5 separate regions of the Mus musculus genome follow, and regions 1, 2, 3 and 5 are each linked to region 4. A link is a contact called in public Micro-C and promoter capture Hi-C data. All regions are on one chromosome and are shown on one strand. The core of a region is the stretch at or near the end of the contact, and the rest is flanking DNA. Distances in the headings are between cores, read along the strand shown.

Evidence for each region. Promoter capture Hi-C pulls out the DNA fragments that hold promoters and counts their contacts. A called contact is a pair of places that touch in the nucleus more often than the background predicts.
Region 1: a promoter capture Hi-C map of cranial neural crest shows a contact between it and region 4. The contact joins the enhancer-like site here to the promoter of Eef2k in region 4. A contact is called at or near these places in 4 of 39 promoter capture datasets (3T3-L1-derived adipocytes, cranial neural crest, frontonasal cranial neural crest and 1 more) and 5 of 115 datasets of contacts at active chromatin or transcription factors (craniofacial prominence, embryonic forebrain, embryonic midbrain and 2 more).
Region 2: a contact with region 4 is called in a promoter capture Hi-C map of liver, with 2.5 times the contacts expected there. The contact joins the promoter of Anks4b here to the promoter of Eef2k in region 4. A contact is called at or near these places in 2 of 39 promoter capture datasets (hippocampal neurons and liver).
Region 3: a contact with region 4 is called in a promoter capture Hi-C map of neural stem cells. The contact joins the promoter of Tmem159 here to the promoter of Eef2k in region 4. A contact is called at or near these places in 4 of 39 promoter capture datasets (cranial neural crest, hippocampal neurons, liver and 1 more), 4 of 484 Hi-C or Micro-C datasets (the HL-1 cell line, nephron progenitors and uterus), 5 of 115 datasets of contacts at active chromatin or transcription factors (astrocytes, craniofacial prominence, embryonic fibroblasts and 2 more) and 2 of 9 other capture datasets (adipose tissue and liver).
Region 5: a Micro-C map of embryonic stem cells shows a contact between it and region 4, with 2.8 times the contacts expected there. The contact joins the promoter of Hs3st2 here to the promoter of Eef2k in region 4. A contact is called at or near these places in 1 of 39 promoter capture datasets (stem cell-derived epiblast-like cells) and 2 of 484 Hi-C or Micro-C datasets (both in embryonic stem cells).

Annotation. Positions count from the first base shown.
Region 1 is chr7:120,123,418-120,126,117 of GRCm38.p6, reverse strand. No RefSeq gene overlaps it. Among named protein-coding and RNA genes, the nearest start is that of Zp2, 21 kb to the left of the region's middle. Within about 2 kb of position 1,432, at least 53 of the 459 cell types and tissues checked have an H3K27ac peak or open chromatin away from gene starts, as enhancers often do. A contact at or near this core is called in fibro-adipogenic progenitors and hippocampal neurons, where this site is marked.
Region 2 is chr7:120,172,516-120,175,215 of GRCm38.p6, reverse strand. It overlaps Anks4b (ankyrin repeat and sterile alpha motif domain containing 4B), which reads right to left and starts at 1,358. Exons shown (of 2, transcript NM_028085.2): 1 at 1,134-1,358. The coding sequence starts at 1,297.
Region 3 is chr7:120,101,015-120,103,714 of GRCm38.p6, reverse strand. Tmem159 (transmembrane protein 159) reads right to left here and starts at 1,289. Exons shown (of 5, transcript NM_145586.1): 1 at 1,200-1,289.
Region 4 is chr7:120,841,472-120,844,171 of GRCm38.p6, reverse strand. It overlaps Eef2k (eukaryotic elongation factor-2 kinase), which reads right to left and starts at 1,341. Exons shown (of 18, transcript NM_007908.4): 1 at 1,072-1,341. Gm36449 (a long non-coding RNA gene) reads left to right here and starts at 661. Exons shown (of 2, transcript XR_378468.3): 1 at 661-1,573; 2 at 2,652-2,700.
Region 5 is chr7:121,390,847-121,393,546 of GRCm38.p6, reverse strand. It overlaps Hs3st2 (heparan sulfate (glucosamine) 3-O-sulfotransferase 2), which reads right to left and starts at 1,251. Exons shown (of 2, transcript NM_001081327.1): 1 at 333-1,251. The coding sequence starts at 817.

The DNA.
Region 1 (2,700 bases), core at 183-2,682, 720 kb after region 4:
CTTCTGGCTTCTTCCTTACCATCCTGACCTGTGAAAAGGACCTAGCAGCTTGAGACAAAGACCTAGAGGGCTTCCTTTCTGGCCAGTAATCCCCCAACACACACACACACACACACACACACACACACACACACACTCACAGGCATACACGCACGCACGCGCACGCCCGTGCCCCTCTCCTGAAGCCTGAGGGGCTGGGGGCTTTAAGGGTCTTTGGTTAGCTGGAATGGGGATGGGGTATTCTCCTTTCCTTAATTTAGAGTTGGTCAGTTTAAACAAAGGGATGCTGACAGACCCACAACTTTGTTTAACCAGACCTTGAACTTATCAGACTGGTCTGCTGTGTGTGTGTGTGTGTGTGTGTGTGTGTGTGTGTGTGCGCTCTCGAGCTCAAATTTCCTTACCTTTAATAAAATTCTTTCTTCACCAGCTGAGTCTCAGATTTCCTTTGCTGCTTCCCGTTGTTCTCAAGTTTTTTTTTTTTTTTTTTTTTTTTTTTTTTTTTTTTTTTTTTGCCTTTTAATTCTTTAATTGGCAGAGAAAACGAACCCAATCCAAACCCCTAGAAGTAACAGTTATGTCATATCTGAGAGTAGACATTTTCTCATGTTTCTCCAGATAAAGTCACACCACACTCTTATAGAAGAAGCCATATTAGTATAAAACCTACACATACCTCATTACTTAGAATAGTGATTTTAAGACCTAATAACTGTGAGTGCTATGTAAAGGCTTGTTGTATCAACTAGGAAATAACAATAAAAAGCCTGTGAATGTCCAGCACAGACACACTTTTCTTTCAGATACTCTTCATCCATGCTTGGTTGAATCCAAGGACACAGAACCCACAGAAACCAAGGACCAACTATGAAAAGAAGCTTGGTTCAGACCAGATAGTACTGCAGTGTCTTAGCTCCTGAACTCAGGAGCCAGGAAACATGACACAAAGTCAGTGCTATAGACTGGAGACTTGCAGCATGGCCCTGGGTCAACTGTTGTCCTCCCTGGGTCTCAGGCTTGCTGATGACATCAGGGATGGTGGAGAAGATGCTTTCCACCTGGCTTCTCGGGGAGTAGACAGTGCCAAAGCTCACACTGTGCCTGCCACAGTCAAAGCAGGGCCAGTCACTCAGTCGCTCTGCTTTCACAGCTGGTCTGTAATCTGGTGGCTGGCTTCAGTTGGCTGTGATGTTGGCTCCCTCTACTGGCTTAAAAACAAACTTCGGGTGAGTGGGGGAGGATGGCACTTTCTCTCTCTCTCTCTCTCTCTCTCTCTCTCTCTCTCTCTCTCTCCATCTCCAGGTGGAAGCTACAGCACCCATGGTTTCAATGGAAGCCACAAAGAGATGGTTTTTGACACACTGCTATTATGGGCACTACTCCATGGGAAACTAAACATTTACAATATGAAACCAGTGACCCCTGGAGCCATTCTACGTAACAACAAAGGTCATGGACACTCTGCTGCCTGGGAACTTCACATGCCTGGGAACACATACCTACCCCAAAAGACCTCAAAGGCAGGTAGAGGAACTCATACTGGTTCCGGGGGTGAGTTTTTCAAGCAGGCAACCTGTGTTTGAGTCCCACATCCCAAACTGCTCTTAGGCAGCCAAAGATCTCAACCTTTACACTTCCTCCCCTTTAAAGTGGACAGGAGTTTGCACTGACTGGAAGCATGCAGACTGGAGACAGCACTCAGCACACAGCAAGTGCTCAAAGCTAAACAAAACAAACTTTTCTGGACAGAAAGGTAAAATTATTTACTGTGTAAAGCTAAAGTTCTCTTGCGTGGGCCCTGGTCGCCTTTCCAGTGAGCTATTCTTCAGATTGTGTATAAAAGGCCAGCAGCTTCTATGGCATGAGGCTAAGTTAACCTAGTCTTGATTTAGATGCCGTGCTTCCTGGATGAATTCAGAGAGTCACTTAATCGCCAAACCTTGGCTTCCTTTCTGTGAACTAAATGCTGATGCTTAAGAACAATAAGCAGGCCGAGGAAAACAATTGGTCTGCTCATGAACAGGAGGGTCTAGTGCTTCTAAGTGCTGTGGAAAAGCATTTGAACTTGGCTGAGTCTGGAGCAAGAGTGTTTACATAATCAGAAATGTGTTTTGAAAAGCTCTTGCCTAGTAGCTGAGAAGCCTCCCCGGACGGGTTGCGCAAAGCACTGTAAATATGCCCAAATCTTGTGTCCCAGCTGAGACCCTGCTCTAAGCCAGCAATCTACTTGGAACATCTTCTTGGTGTCAGATGACATAGCTGGACTAATAGGGGCAATCTGGGATGTAGGCTTTTCCACATAGTCCCCATCTCAGGAAATAGTATCACTAGCTACCACCACCCACTGGTTAGAGCTAAATATCTAGATGTCAACTTTGTGTTCCCCTTTTCTTTTCCACCTACACCAACCAACCAACCAACACCTCTAGATGTCCACACAAGAAAGATCTTCATCCCCTTCCGCCAAGTGTAAGCCAAACCCACAGCCATCCCGTGTCCCCAGCCTTTGCAGATTCTTAAGTGGCCTTCCTGTCCCCAGACCTTTGGCTGTGAGTCACAACAATCCTAAATCTGATCTGGGCGTAGATTACAATATAATCCAAATATAATCTATACTATACAGAGGCTGGAGCAGAAGGAGCTAGAATTTGAAGTCATATTTGACTATATAGAAGTCATTATAGAAGTTCCCTATCAGGA
Region 2 (2,700 bases), core at 109-2,608, 670 kb after region 4:
TAAATAGAGGGTGTGGTGTCTAGGCTCTCAGGAGAAGATTGAAGTTCTCAGCAGAATTCTCAAGGCTCCTGATAGTCTGGTCTTATGGCTTAGGTTCTGTCCCTGTGCAGGTCAGGTCCAGCCAAGCTCAATGTCTTCCATCCTCGGAATGCACAGTGTTCTGCCTTAGGGGGAAAACACTTCCCTCCACCTCGATCAGCTCCTTGTCTTTCTAATGTCAGCTTAATTTCCCTTCCCTGGCACGAGCTTTATCACATCTACCCAAAGCCGCTCGCTTGGCTTCCCCTCTCAGATCTGATTGCCACAGGAACACTAGGATGTTCTGTTGATCAGCACCATCTGGGCAGCACCAAAAATATATGAGAAGAATTGGAATCAGAGGAGGAAGGAGTGGAAGAAAGAGAAAGAGGAAGAAGGAGAGAGAAGGAGGAGAGGTGGACTGTCACCTGCCAGATGCTAAATATGCACTGTCCTGGAATCACTTGGCTCTCTTACTCTTTACCTCCCCTCCCGTCCTCCCACTCCCACTCCTCTCATTCTCCCAGACTCCTCTTTCGCTCCATTTCTGCCCATCTTAAGTCGTAGCTGCCTACCCTGACTAGCCCTCTGGCAATGAGCAGGACAAGCAGAATAAAAGAGTTAGCAAAGACTTGAATTTAAAGGTAAGGGATGGTGTGTGTATGTGTGTGTGTGAAGATTGAAGACTCATTTTATAGCTTGTAAAGCCAGAAATTTCATTCAAAAATTCAGCTTACACCAAGGCCGAGTGTTCATAAAAGATAGTTTTTAGTGACACAATTGAAAACGTAAAATAAAGCCATGTCCTAACCAAGGAGGATGACTGAACCAAAAAGCATGGTGACCTCTTTTTAAGGAGTTAACCATTTCAATTCCATGGATATGACTTTCAGGGCATATAGTTCCAATGCCTACCCCCACCCCTCTGCCTGAGTGACTCCTAAATGGCTGTTTTCACAGGGAAAGAAACCATACCTAGCTTAGTCTTGACTCTTTCTCTAAAAGCCAAAGACTTAGGGAGCCTAGAAAGAAGTAAAATGTCTTCGTGGATGTCTCTGTCTCTTACTGCCGGTGTGGTACTCCCCACCCAGGATACCCTAACAGGAATCACTCACCCTCTACTGCAGATTATTTCTAGGGCCTCGAGGTTGCCGTGGTAGGCTGCCAGGAGAGTGGGTGTCATGCCATCCTCATCTGAGAGATTCAGATCACGCTTGGTGGCCTCCTTCAGAAGTTCCAGGTAGCTGTCACTCGCTGCTTGGTGATAGCGGGTAGACATTTTTTCTGCCCACCAGAGCTTGGCCAGGTAGGAGTCTTTGTCTAGGCAGAGCTGGTAACACAGTCTTCCAACAGGGCTGGTTAATCAGTGACGGGGAGTATCACCCCAGGCCAAAGTTCACTCCGGCCTTGCTCCTTGGAAGGCAGCCAGCCAGGAAGACCTGCAATCCTGGACTTGGGCCTTTCCTTTGGGGACCAACCATGGCAATGACCACTGAGGCCTGACAGGTGTGTCATGAGTGTGGTGAAGCACGTTTAATCTTTACTGTGTCCATTAACTAGTGTCAGATGTGATACTGACCACCCACTCACAGAATATGGGAAATAATCTCAAAAAACTCTGAACTGTTTAAGTTCACTTGGGTGGGAGAAGGGGTGTTTTAATAGATTTTAGGGGGTCTAATTTGTACAACTTGAATTTAGCCATTTGAAGTATAAAATAAAAGATCTTAGTAAATTTACAGTTGTGAAATCTTTGCTATAACATGGAGGAGAGAAGGCCGATTGACAGGCCAGAAGACAAACAGGTCACTCTCCAGGAACTGCCACAAAAAAGCTTGGTCTAGAGAGTGTCACAAAAAGGAAACAGCACTTTCTTTTTTAAAAATCTTTTATAAATATTTCTATTATACATAAATACACATATGTCATTATATATACATATATATGTATATGATTAATATTTATAGATATTTTTAAATGATTCAAGTAGCAATACCCAGGCTATAGGAAAGAGAGGAATTGATGTTAGGGTTTTTTAATTGGTTATTTTGTTTATTTACAATTCAAATATTATCCCCTTCCCAGTTTCCCCTCCGAAAACCTCTATTCCATCTCCCCTTTCCCCTGCTTGCATAAGGGTGCTATCCCACCTACCTACTCCTGCCCCACCTCTCTAGCATTCCCCTATGCTGGGGCATCAAGCCTTCACAGGACGAAGGGCCTCCCCTCCCAGTGATGCCAGATAAGGCCATCCTCTGCTACATATGCAGCTGGAGCCATGGGTACCTCCATGTGTTCTCTTTGGTTAGTAGTTTAGTCCCTAGGAGCTCTGGTGGGTCTGGTTGGTTCATATTGTTGTTCCTCCTATGGGGTTGCAAACCCCTTCAGCTCCTTTAGTCCTTCCCCTAACTCCTCCATTGTGGTCCCTGTGCTCAATCTGATGGTTTGACTGTGAGCATTCACATCTGTACTGCTCCCAGCTCTGGCAGAGCCTCTCAGGAGGACAGCTATACCAGGCTCCTGTCAGCAAGTGCTTCTTGGCATCAGCAATAGTGTCTGGGTTTGGTGTCTGCAGATGGGATGGATCCCTAGGTAAGGCAGTCTCTGGATGACCTTTCCTTCGGTCTCTGCTCCACCCTTGTCCCTGTAGGAAACAGCACTTTCTGGTTGCAGAATGATGTA
Region 3 (2,700 bases), core at 40-2,539, 740 kb after region 4:
CCATCACACCAGCTAAAGATTCTCTCCCCTTGGTCAGGGGAGAACCAACGTCAGCACCATTATTTATGTTGTTAAAGCAGCAGCTCCGAGTTAGTGCTGAATTTAGATGGCCCCAGGCTTCAGTTTACCTAATCACATTTCTACAGCGGGCTACAAGTCAAAATACACCATTACAACTCGTCTTTGGCCTGGGAAACATGCAAATGCCACGGAACCGGTCTGGGGAGTCTGCTGAAAGCTAGGGTAGGAAGAATGCGGAGGAGGACCGCAGTCAGGCACACTCATCTACCTAGCCACCAATTTTCTGACCATCTACTCCTTCTAGGGTCCTCTTCAGAGCAGCATCACAGGGAAGGTGGGAAGGCACCACCCCAACCAGCCTAGAGGTGCCCCGCCTACTCTCCGTTTTAGGGGGCCTAACCAGGTTCTCTAAGATCGTGCTCCGCCCCTTCTAAGATTCCAAATAAAGCTTTGCCTCCGGACTCTCGCGTCTTGCAAGCAAACCGCCACCGCGAACGTTCCAGCTGCGGGTCCGGTCGAATCCCCAGATGGGGGCAGGCCTTCGGGGCGCCTGGGAATCTATCCTGGTCCCCATTTCCGATGAGGGTTGAGACTTTCTGTTCTAAGGCTAGGGATCCATGGAGGAAACCGGTGTGATGCAGATGGGGGTCTGATCACGACTACGGGGCATAGAAACTAGGAGATCCGAACTCAGGGGAATTGGGCATCTCGTCACTGATCATCTGGGGCAAACCCACCTTTGACACCTGTAGCTCCCTCCTGCTGTGGCGAATAGCACCCTTGTTGACCAATCCTAGGGAAAAGGTGCGGACGCCGAGACAAGACTTTATTTACATCTTCCCATGCACGTTTCCCAAGAGGAAGTAGGACCTCTGCGTGGGTTGGCATTGGTGGCCTTCCCCGCACGTCCCCCACCTCCGGCCCCCAATCTAGCTACTAGTGGGTAAGCACGGGATGGCTGGAAATGGTGGATGAGATCTCCCCATGAGCTCCTACCCGCGCCCAGCAACTCCAGGCGACAAAGTTCATCACCAACCCAGAAGCCGACGGCAACAACAGGCGAAGGAAGCTAGTGCTTTTCTCCCGCGACCGCCCCTGAACTCCTCCGCTTCCCAGGCCGAGCTGGGAGGCTTCAGCCAGCCGGGGTCCTCTACTCCACACCCCATCTTTGCTCTCACCTGGTGCTGGCTGCCGCGAAACCCCGCCCTGCAGCCACAGAGGGCGCAAAGCGAAGTGGAAGGAAGACAAGAAGGGACGCAGGCCTGATTAGGGGTGAAAGCTGGACCTCCTCCTCCTCACCAGCAAGCGCTCTTCCTCTAAGGCCGAAGCCCCGCCCTTTCTGCCCCGCCCCTCGCAGAGGCTCCGCCCCTCGACTCTTCCTTGCTGAGCTCTGACGCTGACCATCTGTCCAGGCTTGGGTCCCCGCCCTGCCTACCCAGCCCGACTGGGAAGGATCCGGTATCTAGATGGCTAGCCGCGCGGCTGCCACCTTTGCTAGGCCACCCTGCTTCTTCTTCCTACACACTCTAGGAACAACCCCCACAAACTTCTGGATTCTAGAGGATGACTAACGAGTAAATGAGCGCTTGGAGACAGTCTCTTCCTACAGCAGTGGCTTGGAGTGAAAGTTCTGGGGCCACATCTTAGGAGAACTGGCAACCAAAGAAGGGGTTTTAGAGACAGAACTAGTTCTGGATTTGCCCCCAGAGTTCAAGTCATACCAGTCAATCAGTTAGGTACCTCCTGTACTGGAAGGTCCTAGTCATTACGCAAATGCAAGTGTTAGCAGTTAGAGAATCTTAGAGATGGATTATCTCCGTTTTACAGTTTTGAAGACAAAAACGAAGGAAGAGCTAGAAGGATTAAGTTCACAAATAAACTCAAATCCTCGTCTCAAGGACCCGTGATAGAGACACCCATGTTTGCTGGTTCCAAGTCTGAGGTGCCTCGTTCGTTACTCAATGTCAATACTGGCATTTAAGATGGGATGAATCTGTTTCTGAGATGTCCTGTGAGCACTGTGGGCTGCTTGGTAACATTCCTGGGCTCCACCCACGAAATAAAAACAAACACATTAACAGCCCCTCCCAGCTGTGATAACTTAAAATGCTTCCCAGGGGTTGGGGATGTGGCAAGGTCAGAAGCACTGTCTTTGAGCTTAGAGCAGAAAACTACAGGCTGGGGCTGTGGAGGCCCCATCTCAGGGCCCAAGTCTGGCTACGACTGTGTGACTGTGTGCTGAAATTACCTTTCTGAGCCACGTCTTCTTTACCCATTAAATGGGGAGAAGGGCAAGCCCAGGTACTTGTCTGCTACTAAACAGGTCTGTCTTAGTCAGGGTTTTACTGTTGTGAACAGACACCATGACCCAGGCAAGTCTTACAAAAAACAACATTTAGCTGGGGCTGGCTTACAGGTTCAGAGGTTCAGTACATTATCAAGGTAGGAGCATGGCAGCATTTAGGCAGGCATGGCACAGGCAGAGCTGAGAGTTCTATGACTTCATCCAAAGGCTGCTAATGGAAGACTGACTTCCAGGCAACTAGGGTGAGGATCTTAAGCCCACACCCACAGTGACACACCATTCCAACAAGGCCACCTCTCCAAATGGTGCCACTCCCTGGTCCAAGAATATACAAACCATCACATTCCACTCCCTGACCCCCATAGACTTGTTCA
Region 4 (2,700 bases), core at 92-2,591:
GCCAGCTGTGGATGACAAGATCTCTTGGGGCGAGTCTGATCAGTGCAGGGTAAAAGGTTTGAAAATACTATGTTTGTGAAACAGCGTGGCATGAGCCATTCAGGAAAGTCACGCCTAACGCGCTCAGACTCTCAAAAGAACCCAGTTCTTTGGAACAAAGGAGTCGCTCCCCGCTAGCCTTCCTTTCCCAGGAACTGTTGCCGCAGCAGAGAGGGGTGAAGAGCTAGCTGTCTAAGGTCGGGGTTTGAACACGGCCTGGACCCACTCCCTCCACTGGCTTCGTCCTCCTCACAGAGCAAACAGCACCTTCCCCGGGAAGTCTTCCCAAAACTTCACTCTTAACCCCTACACTCACAATCCTTGTTTACTTACTCTACATTCCCTACCTGGCCTCTGAGGATCTGGGGTCCACTCTGGACCTCGGCTTTCTCCTCCGTAATATCTGTTCAGTGGTCCCAAGCCAGGGAGCGCCTCATCGCGGAGGACGCAGAAATACTCCCCCAAGGAGAATTCCCAAGTCAGATCTCACTCTTCCGAAACGCACGCGATCAGTCACACACAGGGCGCAGCTGGGCAGGTTTCCCGCAATCCCCTTAGCCGACACTAGCTAGTTTTGGCCCAGGGCTCACCCAGGAGGTCCCCGCCCCCGCGCCACCAACTGCATACGAATGCTCAGCCCCTTGGCGCACAAGTCTCCAACGCCTGCCAACACCCCAACTCCCTCAACCAACAATGCTGCAAGGGCGTATGCAGCTCAGACCTCGAGGTTCCGAGAACTGAGGCCCGCATAGGCCTCTAGTGTGGGGAACCCGGCGAGGGGAAATGTTACTTGGGCGTTTCAGGGGGACAGGCGGGCTCGCCGAGGCACAGAGGAGACCCGGGCGGAGGCCCGCGTGCGCTGCCTGGTGCAACCAGAACTGCGCTCACCGCTTGCCAACGTCTTTCTTTCCTTCCTTACAGACGCAAACACTGAGCCTCGGGGGAAGCTCTGCAACCAGAGAAGCGCCCCAGTGGCCTTTCGGGGGGCTGCTGCAGCGGGACGCGCGGGCTCCCCATCTTCCCGTCACCTACCTCCCACAGTGTGGCAGGCGCGACAGCTGCTGCCCACGGCCGCAAGGATCCCAAGGAGCTGGCAAAGGCTGGCGGCCGGGCGCTCCAGGGTGCAGGGAGGGAGGAGAATCCCCGGTACAAAGCGCAGGCGACAGAGAGCCAGGCCCGCAGCCGCAGTGGGGCGCCTGAAGACGTCGGAGCGCTGGAGCCGAGCACGGGCTGGAGTTGGGGCTGCTGCCGCTGGGGTTGGAGCTGGAGGCTGGAGGCTGGGACCAGGGCTGGGGCGGGACTGACGCACGGGGCGCACGCCCGGGCTCACGTGGCCGTCCCCGGGTGGCCATCACCTCCATGCAGCCGCCGTGTTGTCTTCTGGCTCCCCCGCCTGTTGAACGCTTCCTAGACACCTGGGTCTAACGTTAGATTTCATGCTGTGTGTCTGGTGGCGCATACCCTTAACCCCAGCACTTGGAAGACAGACTGCGGGCGGATTTCTGAGTTCAAGGCCAGCCTGGTCGTCTACACAGTGAGTTCCAGGGCTGCACTGAGAAAACCTGTCTCAAAAAAAAAAAAAAAAAGGGAAATCTTAAGGATTTCATGACATAATTTTGAAGAAATTTAACACTTTCAAGAGAGGGAGGGGTAACGAAGGAGCAGGAGGGGGCAAAACAACAAAAATTGTGTTAAAAACTCATAAAGAATCCAAATTCATGGTAAGCACATATGTATTTAATATTTACATATAAATTTATAAATATAAGTATAGAAAATTATACACGTATATGTAAATATTTAATATATAACCTATATATTTTTGTTTAAATTTAATATTTGTATATAAACATATATTCGGTTTAAATTTATACAGTTCGGCCTACCTGACAATTCCAACTATTTCTATAATTTTTAATTAATAACTTTATCAGGGCCGGGCGGTGGTGGCAAATCCCAGCACTCAGGAGGCAGACACAGAAGGATCTTTGTGAGTTCAAGGCCAGCCTGGTCTACAGAGGGAGTTCCAGTACAGCCAGAGCTGTTACACAGAGAAACTTTGTCTTAACAAAAACAAAAAAGAAAAATCTTTGTCAAGCCTTCCTGGACTCTCTGGAGGGAAAAATCACAGTATTCCTAACTCTGAGCCTAGGGCCTGGCACATAGTGCTTAATGGGTGGGAACTTGGGCATGGTGGTAGACCTCTGCAGTCCCCAGAAAAGCAAGGCCAGCCTGGGCTACATGGTGAAGCCCTTTCTCAAAACTCAAATCTGGTGCAGTGCATGGAAGGAAGGTAGCCCTTGGAAGATGTAAAGACTGAAAACCAGTGGAGGCAGGCATGTGTACTTTGAGGTCATATCTCACCGTATACTTTAGAGTAAAAATCTAAACAGTTGCACATTTTGAGCTATTTGTCCATCCAGCTGCAGTCAGCTATATAAGGTATGCAGGCACGACTAGCTGTATTGTACAGATCATAGGACTGAGACTTATAAAGAATGTATCTTGCCCAGGGACACAGTTAGGAAAGGGTGTGATCTATTTCATTTAATAAAGCAACTGTTAATAGACTTACTGACAGGAGAAACACCATAATATCTATTCTGCCACAGGCTTGTCTGGCCTGGGCTTTCAGATTAAAGACCTGAAGACCTGAACCAC
Region 5 (2,700 bases), core at 2-2,501, 550 kb before region 4:
GGAAGATCAGCTTAGGGGTAGGAGTAGAGCCTTTTGCCTTAGGGAACCAGCTCCAACCGCCCTAAAAACTGGACAAAGAAGGCAGCCCTCCAGCCAGCACCTAGTTTTGACTAGAAATGTCCCCTACCTTCCAGAGACCCCAGGGACAAGAGGAATACTCTTTCCCTTTGCGCTTCAAAGAGCGTCATGAAGAGTCAGTCTCCGGGAAGTTCTGGGTGGACCCTCTACAGTAGTCACCCCACAATCCACTTGCCGGTTTAAGACAGGCAAGGAATTACTCTAAGGATGGAGCGAACCCAAAGCTCAGAGTGGAGCTGTCGTGACCCTCTTACCTGTACCAGTCCAGTCCTCGTCCGTAGTTCCTGTCGAAGAAGTGGGGCTCAGTGCCCAAGGCCCGCACGTCCGGGTGCACGCGGATAAACTCCAGCACCGCCCGAGTTCCCCCTTTCTTGACGCCCACAATGAGGGCTTGGGGCAGCCGTTTGGTGCCTGGCTTCGGGGAGCCAGAGTGATTGGATCCGGAGAGGCGCGGTGCTGGAGCGGCAGCGGCGGGCGCGCTGGGAGCGCTGGGCTCACTGGGCGTCGGCCCCGGGGGATCACACGGGCGGGACTTCGCCAGAAGTTTCTGGCCGCTTGCGCTGGGGCCGCGGAGGCAACGCGGTGCGCCGAGCAGGCGGCTCTGGCCCAGACCGTCGCAGCAGCACAGGAAGCTGTAACACAGGTAAGTGCAGGACAAGGACAGTGTGAAGGCGAAGAGCAGCCTGCGCGCTCTCCGCGGCTGAGGTGGCCCCGCGCGGCCCAGGACCCTATAGGCCATAGCTCCATGGGCCCGCGCCGGGGGTCATGGTTTCCGAGGTGGCACCTGCGGCGGAGCTGCTGCGTGGCTCTGCGATTGCCTAGAGGGCTCGCGTGGCGCTGTCCCCGCTGTGCGCGTTGGGCGTAAGGGATATCATCTCCTCTGGGGGCAGCTGGCCTGGGCAAGCACCGTGCCCGGGGGTCCCGGGTACGGTGGCTCCTCGGGGACCAGGTGGCTGCATTGCCAGCATCTCCCGGTATTAAGCGATGAGGGCTCTGGACAGCCGGGCGGCTCCCGGCGCTCTTCGATTCTCACGCGCGTCGGGTTCGGAGCGCGCCCAGCGCCCGAAGCCCCATTCCGGATGCTCCGAGCGCCTTTCTGGGGACGCTCTGTGGCCGCGCGGCAGTGCCGGCGGGAGGATGAGCGGACCGGACGGTGGCGCTGGCGCCGGCCGCGTTCTGGCTCCTCGGGAAATGCCGAGTGGAGCGCGCTACCGGCTCTATTTAAGGAGTCGCCTGACGTCAGCCGCGCGGGTCCCCCGAGCCCGCGCCGCACCCGGGGACCTGGCCCGCCCCTTGCACCCTGACTCTCTTATTCCTCTCAGGTACAACACCTCCCCAGGTTCTCCCCATGAGGACTGCTCCCTACGGAGCCTTGACCAGCTTGGGGAGGTGAAGGGAGGGTGGGCAGGTATGTCCTGTACTCCTGTGGGAGATTAGACACCCCCATCACTCCGGCCTCTGGACACCTGAGATTACGCCAACACCCACCCTACACATAGACCCGGGTGTTCATGCAAGCACCCAACCCTGATACTCGGTTCCACTACACTTACCCACACATGCACCACACATACACTAGCACAGGAACAAGCTCACTCTAATCCGGACACTCCTCAACACCCCACAGAGGGTGGAGAGAAGAATACACCTAACCCGAAGATAGGAACACAACAAGGACACACCCCATCCCCAGCCATCTCGCCGAACCAATACACACAGCCTGGAATCTGGCATCGTGCAGGGTGCGCACACGCATGGGACCTGGGCGCACAGTGCAAAATGGATGGGTGGAGGAGAGTGAGATTCCGTGACTAGTTACCGAGCCCCCTAGCACCCGCATGCTGACTCACACCCAGGCGACTCACTCTGTCTCGCACCCATGGAGCACAAACCTCTATCCAATTTGCACACCACCTCATCACACACACACCCCGACTCCCGCCCCCCCCCCCCGCCCCCTTACTGGGCCTGGAAATCAAGCTAGCCCCAGAGCCTCAGACTTATTCATCTCTTGGCGGCCGCCCCCTAGCGGTGGCCTGCTCCCCAGGGAGCTGTCCAGGGTACCAGACGCTATATAAGGGTCAGCATATAACTGGTTTCCTCACAGTGACAAAGCAGGAGGAAATAAAGGACAGAGCACTTCTACATCTAATGATTGTCAAGAGGTTGTCTTCAGAACAGCTCCCAGTGACCAACCCTAGCTGGTTAGAACCCTGCATTCCAGGTGGGATTTACATCCCCTAAAAACCTGGACCAGTGTTCCCAAAGAGAAGACCCTCACAAGATGGCTGTATGACCCCACCACCCCCCTCAGCTTCCGTTAGACTGACGATGACTTCAGGACAAGGTCTGTGTATTCTTGCTCAAACTGGGAAATATGCTCTGTTTCTAAACCAAGCCCATCCCTAGAAAACTTAGATCAAGCTCTCTGCTGTAGGGACTAGTTTCTAATACATATAGTACATGATAAGTAATTTGATAACTGTTAAAGCCTACCATACTATTACCGTTTCCTCGCATTTCTTTGGATTATTTTATAAAAAAATATTTTTATTTATTCTGAGAATTTCATATCATATCACTTCCAATCTCAGCAGCTCCCAGAACCCTCTAACATGTTCA